Regions from separate parts of the Sus scrofa genome. Here all the other regions are linked to region 3. The links are chromatin contacts, called in public Hi-C maps. All regions are on one chromosome and are shown on one strand. Each heading gives the region's core, a stretch centred on a gene start, on an enhancer-like site or on the middle of the called end of the contact. The rest is flanking DNA. Distances are from core to core; before and after follow the strand shown.

Region 1 (3,661 bases), core at 759-3,258, 540 kb before region 3:
CCTCTGAGATGTAAGGATTAAGGAGAAGGGGAGGGTGGGTTTAAAAAGGAGGGGGGGTAGGCAGGGAGAGAGAGGATTAAGAAGACTAAAGAAAAAGTACCACTTTCACCACAAAGGTAGTTGTTTAAAATAACCGTAGACAAGGAGGCAATGTTAAGAAAAGTACTGAAGATTTGGTATCAAGATTCCCAAGATTTAGCATCAATCTAGCAATGTATTCCTCAGGAGGGCGTGTGAACTTCCAAGCTTCACCCATCCTGTGTGTCTCTGTGTTGAGAGCCACCATCAATTCCATCTCACCGATCCTCCTTGCTTCAAGTATATACAGTCGCTTTTTTCTTTTTAATTTCATTTTTGATTCGAGAGAGGAAAAAGCCGTGCTTACATTGGTGGCCAATCCTTCTGAGACCCCCGCTGCTGCTGCCACCCCCCCCAACCCTCACCCCCTTCCCGGCAAGCAGGCAGCATCTAATTAATATGGCAAGAAAGCTCTGCCCCCTTCCCTGAAGGAGTGTGTTGGGATTGGGGGGTGGGGGTGGGGAGGCGTCGAGGCTGCACTAGGATTCCTGGTATTCTGATCTCAAAACAACAGCAAAATGGATTCTATATCAGTGATGTCTTAGTCAATACAATGAAACGGCGTCTGAGGCAATTCACGTGAGGATAAATGCAAACCAGGGGAGCTGGGGGGAGACAGGTGCTTTACAAAGGACTGGCCACAGACACGGAGAAAACACACACACACACACTCTCTCTCCCTCTCTCTCCTAGGAGTTCCGGTCTGATGGGGGCAAAGCAGAGAACACATCCCTTTCACCTGCTTAAGTTCAGCCATAAAACTGAAATGTCATAGCCACAAAGTCAGAAGGCATAGGCAGGGCTGAGTTAAAACCATAAATAAAGGTGAGTGGCAGACCGGCATTTAGGATAGCGCTGAGAGGGAGTCTGGGCACCAATGGCAGAAAAGGGGGAAGAGGGGAGGCAGGTGCCATCTACAAAACCAGCATAGCAATAGCTGTCCCCTTGGAGCGGCAGGTTCGGCTTCGTGGGGACAGCCAGGCTCACAATGTCATCTTGGAGGTAGCCGAAAAACGTGAGGGGCCAGTGCCTTTATTCACGCTGTTATTCTTTTTGCAGAAAGAGATAGTGGGATCTAGAGCCTTGGCACTAGACGACCGTCCGGGGCTTGTACACACACACACACACACACACACACACACACACGAGCCTTTCCTTTTAATGCTCTTACACCGGTCTAAGATGAAACTGGCATAATCTCCACGCGTTCTTGGGAGCGCCTTGGCTACCACCGAAGGTGGACACGAACCGTACAGCCCCTGCCGTGGGGGGCTAGCCAGGAACACCTCAGCAGATCCCCGAATCAAAATTAGAACCCAGGTTCCCTCGCGTCGCATTCGCCCGTCTCTGCCCACCAGCCACAGCCCCAGTACACACACGGAGCCCATTCAATTCACCGTGACCCAAAACACTGGAAAGAAATCGGAAAACATGTTCTGCTCACCCTCAAAGCCGAGAGATCGATTTCATCCAGGCTGCGAGCCGGGGAGTCGCTCGCCATGTCGACTTCTTCGCGGGAGAAATGGACCAAAACCACCCCGAAGCTTCTCCCTTAGAAATTCCACCTTGGTCTATTTCACTCGCGTCCTCATGCGGGTGTGGAGCCAGAGGCCCGGGGCCCAGCCTCCCCCGCCCACCCCGGCCCCACAGCGCCTGAACGCGATCTTCCGCGCGTCGGTCCACTAGTCCGGGAGCCCAACCTGCACGGATCTCCAAGCCCGGAGCCGCGGTGCGTGTGGGCTGCGCGCCCTGATCGGCTAAGGGCGCTGGGGCTGCGTGGGTGTATTTAAATGGGACATGCTTCTTTGCTTGTGCGTGGATGGCGGCTGCATTGGCTGTTATAATGAGACACATCAACTCCTCCACTCAGCTGGGGTGGGGGGGGGCGTGGAGAACCACACAGAACTGTCTATCACCGCTTCCTGGGAGGAGTAAAGGAGGAGGTGGGGGTGGGGGAGGTGGAGGAGGCGTGGTCTCCGACTCGGGAGAGGCCGCGCTTCCTGACCCGGTCCCTCTGCACCAACGTGGGTGGGGGAGGGGCACTCACCCTTTCAGCCCAGGCATTTGCAGGCTAATCGGGCTGGTTCTGAAAAGCTGTTCCTGAACCATGCCTCGCTTATCGTAGGGACAAGGGGGCTTTATTTTCGTGTGTCCAGTTCGTGCGCTGCAGCAAAATGGCCCTTCAGTCTCATTTTGAGGGGTTCTCGGCAGGGTTCAATTGCTTTAGCGCTGAAAAAAAAAAATCCAGAAGGGAAAAAAGAAAAGAGCGATGCCCTCCCTCCCCCATTAATTATTTGTGGGGTTGGAGTAGCGCGGGCTGGTGCAACCGGTGCATATAAGGACTTGTGTGGAGGGAAGAGGATCCGCCTCCAGCCGCGGAACAAATCGGGGAGACGCGCACTCTCGCAGGGCGCCCAGCCCCGGGCTTCTCCAAATTGCAACTGCCGCTGGGTCGAGACCGCCAGGGCCCCCGGGATCCCGGAGGGCAGTTATCGAGGGCAGGTCACTCGCCGCCTCAGGGTTAGGAAGGTTTGCCAGAAGCGGGAAAGCTAGCAGATCTGAGCTTCCTTTGGGCCTCGCCACACCCAGAACCTACCCATGCCGCAATTCCCGCACGGAAACGACCGAATTGAAACGAGAATTTTTCTCCGGGTGCAGTGACTTGACTGCTTCAGGTAACTCCGAAGCCAACACTGGCTAAGGCAGCACGCGCCGCCTTAGCACCCAGCATTTTCCTTTCAGGAGGCTTTTCCGCTGCTGACCTACCCAGACTGATAGAGAAAGTTTGGCTGTCGGCTAAGATGTAACACAGAAGACCTACGGCTGAGAGCGATTCCCCTCCACCCTCTTTCTCCTCTAAAGGCTGAACGTTTACAGTGGTAAACATGATATTCTGTAATCTGGAGTGTGAAGTCATTTCCCCCAGTCCCCTCGCACAGCCCTTCCTCTCTGGCCTTGTCCACGCGAAATCCATAGGATGAAATGCTAAAATTGAACTTTTCCCCCAATACAGCGGTAGCTTTGAAAGCATTTTCTCCACCTCCTTTAAGAAGAGAATTTTCTTCTAGCCAAATGCCCTGAGGGTTTTTAAATCGAGTAGTGTGAATATCAGCTTCAGAATAAGCTTTTAGATGAATGAATGGGAGCCAATGCAGTTAGTTCATCAAGACTGCAGATATCAGATTTTCAAACGTTCGGTATGCGCTCTGCTGTTTTTGTTAATAATCTTGTGTTTATTAATATGCATTGTGCATATGATGAAACTTGAAAATTGTTCCAACATCTCAGTGATCACAACATTTCTAGGAGTTACGGCCATTCAAACGTTGGAATATGTGATATTCAAAACATTAGTTTTTTCTTTTTGTTTTTTGTCTTTTTAGGGCTGCACCCATGGCATTTGGAGGTTCCTAGGCTGGGAGTCATATCCGAGCTGTAGCTGCTGGCCTACACCACAGCCACAGCAACCCCAGATCGGAGCCCCATCTGTGACCTACATCACCACTCACACTCATGGCAACACCGGATCCTTAACCCACTGAGCAAGGCCAGGGATCGAACCTGCATCCTCATGGATGCTAGT
Region 2 (3,539 bases), core at 649-3,148, 620 kb after region 3:
GAGGATGGTCATTCCTCCACCATGTTAACATCATAGTAAGAAGGAGGAAAGGAAGAGGCTCTAGAGCCTCATAGACCCTTCCTAAGAGACAAGAGGGGACTTGGAAGTGGAAAATGTGGCTGGATTCAAGAAAAGCAAAGTCCTCCTAGGAATGTGCTATGATATCCTAGTTAAGGGGCTCTTTGATTGGTCAAGGCCTCAGAGACTATATAATCCTACAATTAGAATAATTGTGGAAAAAGAAAATTAACCCTCTAAGAAAATCATGTTTTTTTTTTCTCCTTCTCTAGTTGTCATTCTTTTCTTTTCCTTTTTTTTTTTTTTTTGGCTTTTTACCTTTTCTAGGGCCGAACCCGCAGCATATGGAGGTTCCCAGGATAGGGGTCCAATCAGAGCTGTAGCTGCCGGCCTACGCCACAGCCACAGCAAAGCAGGATTTGAGCTGCATCTGTGACCTACACCACAGCTCATGGCAACGCCAGATCCTTAATCCACTGAGCAAGGCCAGGGATCAACCCACAACCTCATGGTTCCTAATCAGATTCATTAACCACTGAGCCACAAAGAGAACTCCTCTAGTTGTCATTCTTGAAAGGAGTTTACAAAAATAATCTAAGACCAAAGCCCAAGGTTGGGGGAAGGGAGGAGACTTGGTTTTGGAGGAGGGTTAAAAGTTTAGATAGAGTAGGCTGCTCAGAAATACTGTTCAATTATAGGGCTAAGCCTTGACTACAGATTGTAGTTTAGAGTTTGGATTTCTGGCACTAACAATGTCTCTGACATAGAATAAACCAGAAAGTTACATTTTCCTGTCTATGGAGTTAAAGAAATACACACCCATGATATAGTAGAGAGAAATGTGATCATGCCAGGGTAAGCCAAGGTATCCTGGCTCAGGCAAAGGTTATTTCCTCTACAGTCAAGGACATAAACTAAACGTTTCAGGGTAGGCAGAAAACAAATGCATTATGCAAACACCTGCTGCTACCACCTCCACAAATCTGGCCTCCAGCCAGCCAGCCAGGCCTCTTAGCCTCCTTTCCTGGGCTGGGCTTATGAGTGCCACGCATGAAATGCTAGATCTGTGTTGTTCCCCAAGTGTTTGGAGGAGCCTTGCCTGCTGCCCCTGGTAATGGAGGGCTCCATTGCCAGGATGCTGGGAGATCGCCCTTGCCCAAGTCGGCTTTTAAGGTGGCCGCATTCCCAGTAACCAGTGACTGTTTTTCCCAGAACCTTCCTAATAAAACACTTAACTCACTGTCCGCCGCCCCCTACGGGTGAACAGAAATGGGGAAGGGGTGGTTTATAAAATGCTGTAAAACTGGTTTTTGGCGCTGCAAACCCAGAAAGAATGGAGACATTTAGAAAAGACGAAGTATTAAACAGGAGTCAAATTCTATTCCAGAACTTCACCTTGTCCGTTCCCAACACAGACGAAGAGACACAGATCCAGCCCGCTGCTAGCAAGGAGGGGAATGCGACACCCTGAAAATGCCGGCCTGAACCACCTTAAAAAGCAACTGCCTCATCGCGTTAGAAAAATACAAATTCTCGTGGGACAAAGTCTGGAAATTCTGTTTCCCCCTTTAAATACTGCTTAAGAGGAGGGAGAGAGAATCAGCGATGTGCTGCGTCTCACCACTTGCTGTGCGCTCCGGAAAGCGGCGTCCAGCAGCCTCAGCTTCCAGGGATCGGACACGGAGCTAGGCAGGGGGATATAGACGTAATAGGCGGCCAGCGCCACCAGGGCGGTAAGCAGGACACAAGACGACTTCATCCTCTACCGGCTTGGCTATCCCGCCCGGCTGACAAGGAGAAAAGGGCAATCCACCCAAGGGCCTGAGGCAAGTTTTTCTAAAGGCCTGCAGCTCATTCACTGGTTTCTTATTTGCCCAGAAGCCTATCAGAGGCGGCGTCGGGAGGAAGTCAGAGAGCTGACGCGCCCCCTCTACGCAAAGAGGTGTCCTTGCAAAGTATTGTAGAGGATGCAGGTTTGAGAAAGCTCTGGGGCTGTGCTGGGTGTAGCACAGCGGACTCTGGAGGACATAGGCCGGTACTGCACGCCTGTGACCAAGGATTTCTTCCTGAAGATTCCCAAAGGGAAACATGCCCAGAATAGTTTCGGTGTGATGAGTTTATGTCTGTCCAAAGCACGCAGGCCATTCTGACTCAAAATGGAGTCTGATATGAGAAAGATAATAAAAATTCACTGTCTTCTACAAACATTTTCAAGGGAATGTAAACTCTAGCTGATTTGTGGGGGAAAATAATATAATAAATTTGTATAGCTCAAGCTATAAGCCACTTGTACAACTAGCACCCAAATCCTGGTTTCCAGATCTTATTCTCTAATAGAAGGAATCACGACTCTTGGCCAGAGAAAAGGCTGATTACAGGGCTGGGACAGGGAAAGTATAGGATGAATATGTTGTTCTGGAAGAGAAGGTGCTAAAAAAAGATGGGAACTAGTCAAATGGACACTTGCGGCATCTTGAAGGATCTCCCAATGGCTAAAGCTGGGGCAATTTTTATCATCAAAATAAATAATAATAGATTATAATAAGTGAATACAATAAATATTCAGGAGTCTACACTAATATAAATAAATGGGGAAATAACATGTGAAAAAATTCTTTCAGTGGGTCCATGGAAGCAAAAAAGAATTTGAATCCAGATTTCCTATTAAAGATAGGGGAGAAGGGTGGATATAGAATGTGAGAGAACTTCATGAGCAGAATTACAAGTAAGGATCCAGAAGGAAAAAACTGGAGAACAGTTTTAAGGAGGTGGTTAGAGAATAACTCCAAACTTACTGATCAAGGCCTTAAAACACTTGGTACCTATAATTTTGCACTGTGATATAGTAATTTAAATTTAAATTCAAATCAGTGAAATAATTTGGGACTGAAGAAATTATTGGGAGAAAGTTGGTTTACCATTCAAAGTTTGGAAGAAAACATTAATTTTATTTTATTTATTTATTTATTGTCTTTCTTCCATTTCTTGGGCCGCTCCTGCGGCACATGGAGGTTCCCAGGCTAGGGGTCGAATCGGAGCTGTAGCCACCGGCCTACACCAGAGCCACAGCAACATGCGATCTGAGTCACGTCTGCAACCTACACCACAGCTCACAGCAATGCCAGATCCCTAACCCACTGAGCAAGGGCAGGGATCGACCCCGCAACCTCATGGTTCCCAGTCAGATTTGTTAACCACTGAGCCACGATGGGAACTCCAGAAAACATTAATTTTATTTTGTCTTTTGAGGCCACACCATAGCATATGGAAGTTCCCAGATTAGGAGTCAAATCGGAGCTGTACCCTCTGGCTTACACCACAGCCACAGCAACACCGCCTCTGTGACCTACATCACAGCTCACGGCAACTCTGGATCCTTAATCCTCAAGGCCAGGGATAGAATCTATTATCCTCATGGATCCTAGTCAGTTTTGTTTTCGCTGAGCCACGATAGGAACTCCCAGGAAGAAAACATTTACATGAAGGGTATACTTCAATGATGTTTCAAGCATTCAATTTGA
Region 3 (3,757 bases), core at 1,250-3,749:
ATAATTTAGGATCTAGGGTGGCAGATGATGTGAGTTGTCAACAGCAGACAGTAATACTCATTGCCTTAGTTTGGGGTCCTCTTTCCTGTTTGTGGAATCACCTCTCTGGCCTAAGACTTCATCATCTCCCACATGGATTCAGGGCATGCCTCTCTGACGTGAACCTTGTTCTATAGCCTGCTGCCAGAATAATCAACTTTGAAACCTACTTCAATCACTTCATGCCTTTATAACCTCACAGTGATTTCTCATTGCACTAAATTTAAATCCCTCAACATGTAGTTGGGAGCCTTTTCAAAAGTTTTGCTCCAGGAAAGGCGTCTTCATCCATTCATCCATTTATTCAAGGAGGAACCAGTATTTATTTATTGAGTATCAGGTGCTTGAGTGTTTTACTTCTCACAACAACCTAGCAGGAAGTCAGTATCACCACTTAAAAAGTAAATGACCCAGGCTCAGAGAACTTAAAAAACTCGCCCAATGTTACTGGCTTTTGTGTAATTATAATTTCCTTGCTTTTCCCACTACACCATACTTCCTCTCATTTTGGAAACATTTAATGTGTTTCTATTCTCTGTCAAAACTGATGCTAGATATTAGGGTAAGAAGACAAATGACATACTGAGGTTATATACCTACGAACATACATTTTAAATTTTAAGGCATTTTGTATCATCGATTCTTCATAGAACTAATTTGGCCTAGTGGAAGAAATTGGGAGATCTAATTCTGTCTTCTGAATTTCTCTTGTCTACTTTTACCTCCTTGGCCAAGCATGTATCTCTATACTTGAATTCAAACTTCTACCCTCTGAAGTTTTTCCTTTTACCTAGTAATTCAGGTTCTTCTACATACTTTAGAATTAATTTATTCAACAACATTTATAAGGGGGTCACTATATTCAAAGCACAATGCTAGGATGATGCTGGATATACAAAAATGAACGAGATCCAGTCAAGTGGAAGAGATACATACTAACTTTAGAGCAATGTGAGAACTGAAAAGAATTTTGAGATTGTGGGGAAAAGAGCTGTGAGGCTACAGGAAGGGAGGGAGTGATCAAAGATGAGGAAATGATCTTCAGAGAGGCTAGAGGAAAAAGTATGCTTCAGACAGAGGGGCAGAGGTGATTAAAATATATGAATTCAGCTGGATTGGAGGCCAGGGCTCAGGAACAAGTGAGACACTGAGGCAGGAGCTGGAGAACCTCTGCTTCCCCACAACTCTTCCAATGCAGAACTATGACCTAGGATTGGAACCATGTTCTAGAAAGATGGCTTCAAGACACCCTTTGCGAATATTTGGGGAAAGAAGCTGGTTAGGATTTATAAGCCAGGGAGGACCCCACTTGTCTGGATTTGCCATTATCCCCCTCATCTCCAAAAAAGAATTGCAAATTCCACAGGGAAAGGAGCTATTTCTCAGTATTCTTTTATATTCTTCTGGCTTTAATGCAGTACTTTGTACAATAACTTTATTTGATAAATGGTTGTTATATATTTTTTAGGTCAATGAGAGTAATAGGTTGCCTCCTGGTTACTACCTACTTCTGCTTTGTAGGCTAACAATTGAGGCTAAATGTGATTATTTCGAATACCTGGGAAGCTAAAAAGGAAGGTGGCCTCTCTGGGATAACTTCTACTTGTTTCCCTGGATAATTTGAAAGGTGGGATGGGATGCAGTCTGATAACCATTTTGAGTCTGTACGACAGGATACATGACTTTTTTTGTTCTTTTTTCTTTCTTCGGGCCGCACCTGCAGCCTATGGAGGTTCCCAGGCTAGGGGTGAATCGAAGCTGTAGCTGCCCGCCTCTGCGACGGCAACGCCAGATCTGAGCCATGTCGGCAACTTACATCATGTTCACCGCGTTGCCAGATCCTTAACCCACTAAGCGAGGCCAGGGATGGAACCTGCCTTCTCATAGATGCTAACCAGATTAGTTTCCACTGAGCCAGGGCAGGAATTTCTGAGACATGACATTTGACTTAATATAAACTTAGCAATTACTTAATGAAAGCTGTTGTGGCCTTCGCGTTGTTCTATGTTTGATACAGAAATACAGATATGAATAAAGAGTCTCTGCTCTTGTGAGCGCATATTGGGTACTGAACTTTGATATAATCTGTTCACGCTGTATAAACCATATGAACAAAGTTCTATGGGAAACAGAGAAGGGAGGTGACAAAATAGCTCACAAGGTTGTGGGGATTTTTAAAAAAGTTAATACATGAAAAAATGTCAGTCTCAACTCTGATTATTACTTAGCAGACACTGCATTTATATTGATGTTGCAATCATTTGCAGAACATGAAGTCTTCGCCTTTCAGGAGTTGCTCGTTCCCTAAGCCTTTACGTTATTCTGGCTGAACCAAAAAGAGTTTTAGGATAGTTATGCAGGCCTAGTGGGGAAGGAGGATCCCATAGTTCCTGCGAATCTTTACTTAAAACGGCGGTTATACTCGGCAGATTACGGCAGTGGGCGGGCCTCAAATCCCCATGTGGTCCCGACATCATTGACATGGCGGAATCCCCCATCTAACCCTCCTGGTAGTTATTTGAGCGGCGGCTGCGGCCGGAGGCGGAGGAGAGCGGTGGCGGCGGCGGCGGCGGGAGCAGCAAAGGGGCGGCAGGGATCCTCGGGGCTGGCGGCTGGGAAGGCGTGGTAGACCCGGTGTGTGGCGCGCCCGGAGCCCCGCGTTTCAGCCCGAGGGAAGGTAAGGCGTGCAGGAGCAGGAGACTGGAGGGGATCCGGACCCCGCGTCTCAGCCGCTGGGGTCCCAGCGCGCTGGAAAGCCCCAGCCGGACGCTGAGTCCGCCAAAGTGCTTGCCTGTCCCGGAGCGCTCCGGGCGCGCCAGACTTCCCGAGAAAACTTGGCGCCAGAGTGCCTGAGCGCCCCGCGCTCCTCTGGGCACCCCGGGAACACGGGGCCCAGGAGGGGGTCGGCCTCCCCTTTGGGGCCGCGTCTTACTGGGCTCCGGGTCCCCGCTCGTCCCCCCAGCTGGTGAAGGCTTGGAGGAAGGAAAGAAACGGGTAGATTCTTCTTGATCGGGGAAAAAATATCTGGGCAGTGGCTCCCGGGCTTTCCCTCCCCCCCTCGCCCTCCCCAGCCTTCCCAGCAGATTTTGTCCGAGGAATCCGCTCCCCCTCCCGGAATCTCCGCGGCAGGAACGCTGCCCAGGAGGGGGAGGGCGGGCGGAGAGGCCGAGGAATCTTCGACGTGTCACTTTCTGAGGCTGTAGATTTCCATATGGTAAAGGGAGGAGGGCGGGCGTGCAAAGAGGGGCTAGAAGTTGGGGCCGCCTCTCTGCGCCAGGCGGGGCGGGCCAGGACCTCCGACCCTTGGATGCACACAGGGAGGGTCCCGAGCCCGCACCGGCCCCCCGCCCAGGCCAGGCCTCCCCGGGACACTCCCCGCCTAGCCGCTGGCCACCTCAGTGCGCGCCACGTCCTCCCTCCCCGTCCTGCCCCCCGGGCTCCCCCCGGGCTGGGGGCGGTAACCGGCGGCCGCGGCTGGACTCGGCGAGCCTAGAGGCTGGAAGCTCGGGCGGGGGAGTGGGGCACGGCGGGAAGGAGCGGGCGACCCGGTGTGTGGGCCAGCGTAGCTCCGGTCAGTGGGTCACCCCAAGGGGCGCCCGGGCCGGGGGTGGGGCGGGCGGGAGGAATCCGCGCCCCGAGGCGGCCGGGAGGGGTGCGCGGACCGTCTGGTGCTCTCGGCGCGGCGGGGGCCTGCCGGCGTGGGAAGGGCCTGTCATTC

Evidence for each region. A called contact is a pair of places that touch in the nucleus more often than the background predicts.
Region 1: a Hi-C map of liver shows a contact between it and region 3, with 7 times the contacts expected there. The contact joins the promoter of TNIK here to the promoter of FNDC3B in region 3. A contact is called at or near these places in 2 of 47 Hi-C or Micro-C datasets (liver and skeletal muscle) and 1 of 2 datasets of contacts at active chromatin or transcription factors (alveolar macrophages).
Region 2: a contact with region 3 is called in a Hi-C map of alveolar macrophages, with 3 times the contacts expected there. The contact joins the promoter of NCEH1 here to the promoter of FNDC3B in region 3. A contact is called at or near these places in 2 of 47 Hi-C or Micro-C datasets (alveolar macrophages and embryonic fibroblasts).

What each region holds. Positions count from the first base shown.
Region 1 is chr13:110,050,337-110,053,997 of Sscrofa11.1, forward strand. TNIK (TRAF2 and NCK-interacting protein kinase) reads right to left here and starts at 2,009. Exons shown (of 30, transcript XM_021071173.1): 1 at 1,523-2,009. The coding sequence starts at 1,579. LOC106507999 (a long non-coding RNA gene) reads left to right here and starts at 2,140. Exons shown (of 6, transcript XR_002338109.1): 1 at 2,140-2,753.
Region 2 is chr13:111,205,387-111,208,925 of Sscrofa11.1, forward strand. NCEH1 (neutral cholesterol ester hydrolase 1) reads right to left here and starts at 1,899. Exons shown (of 5, transcript NM_001243484.1): 1 at 1,640-1,899. The coding sequence starts at 1,777.
Region 3 is chr13:110,584,965-110,588,721 of Sscrofa11.1, forward strand. FNDC3B (fibronectin type III domain-containing protein 3B) reads left to right here and starts at 2,500. Exons shown (of 26, transcript XM_021069801.1): 1 at 2,500-2,716.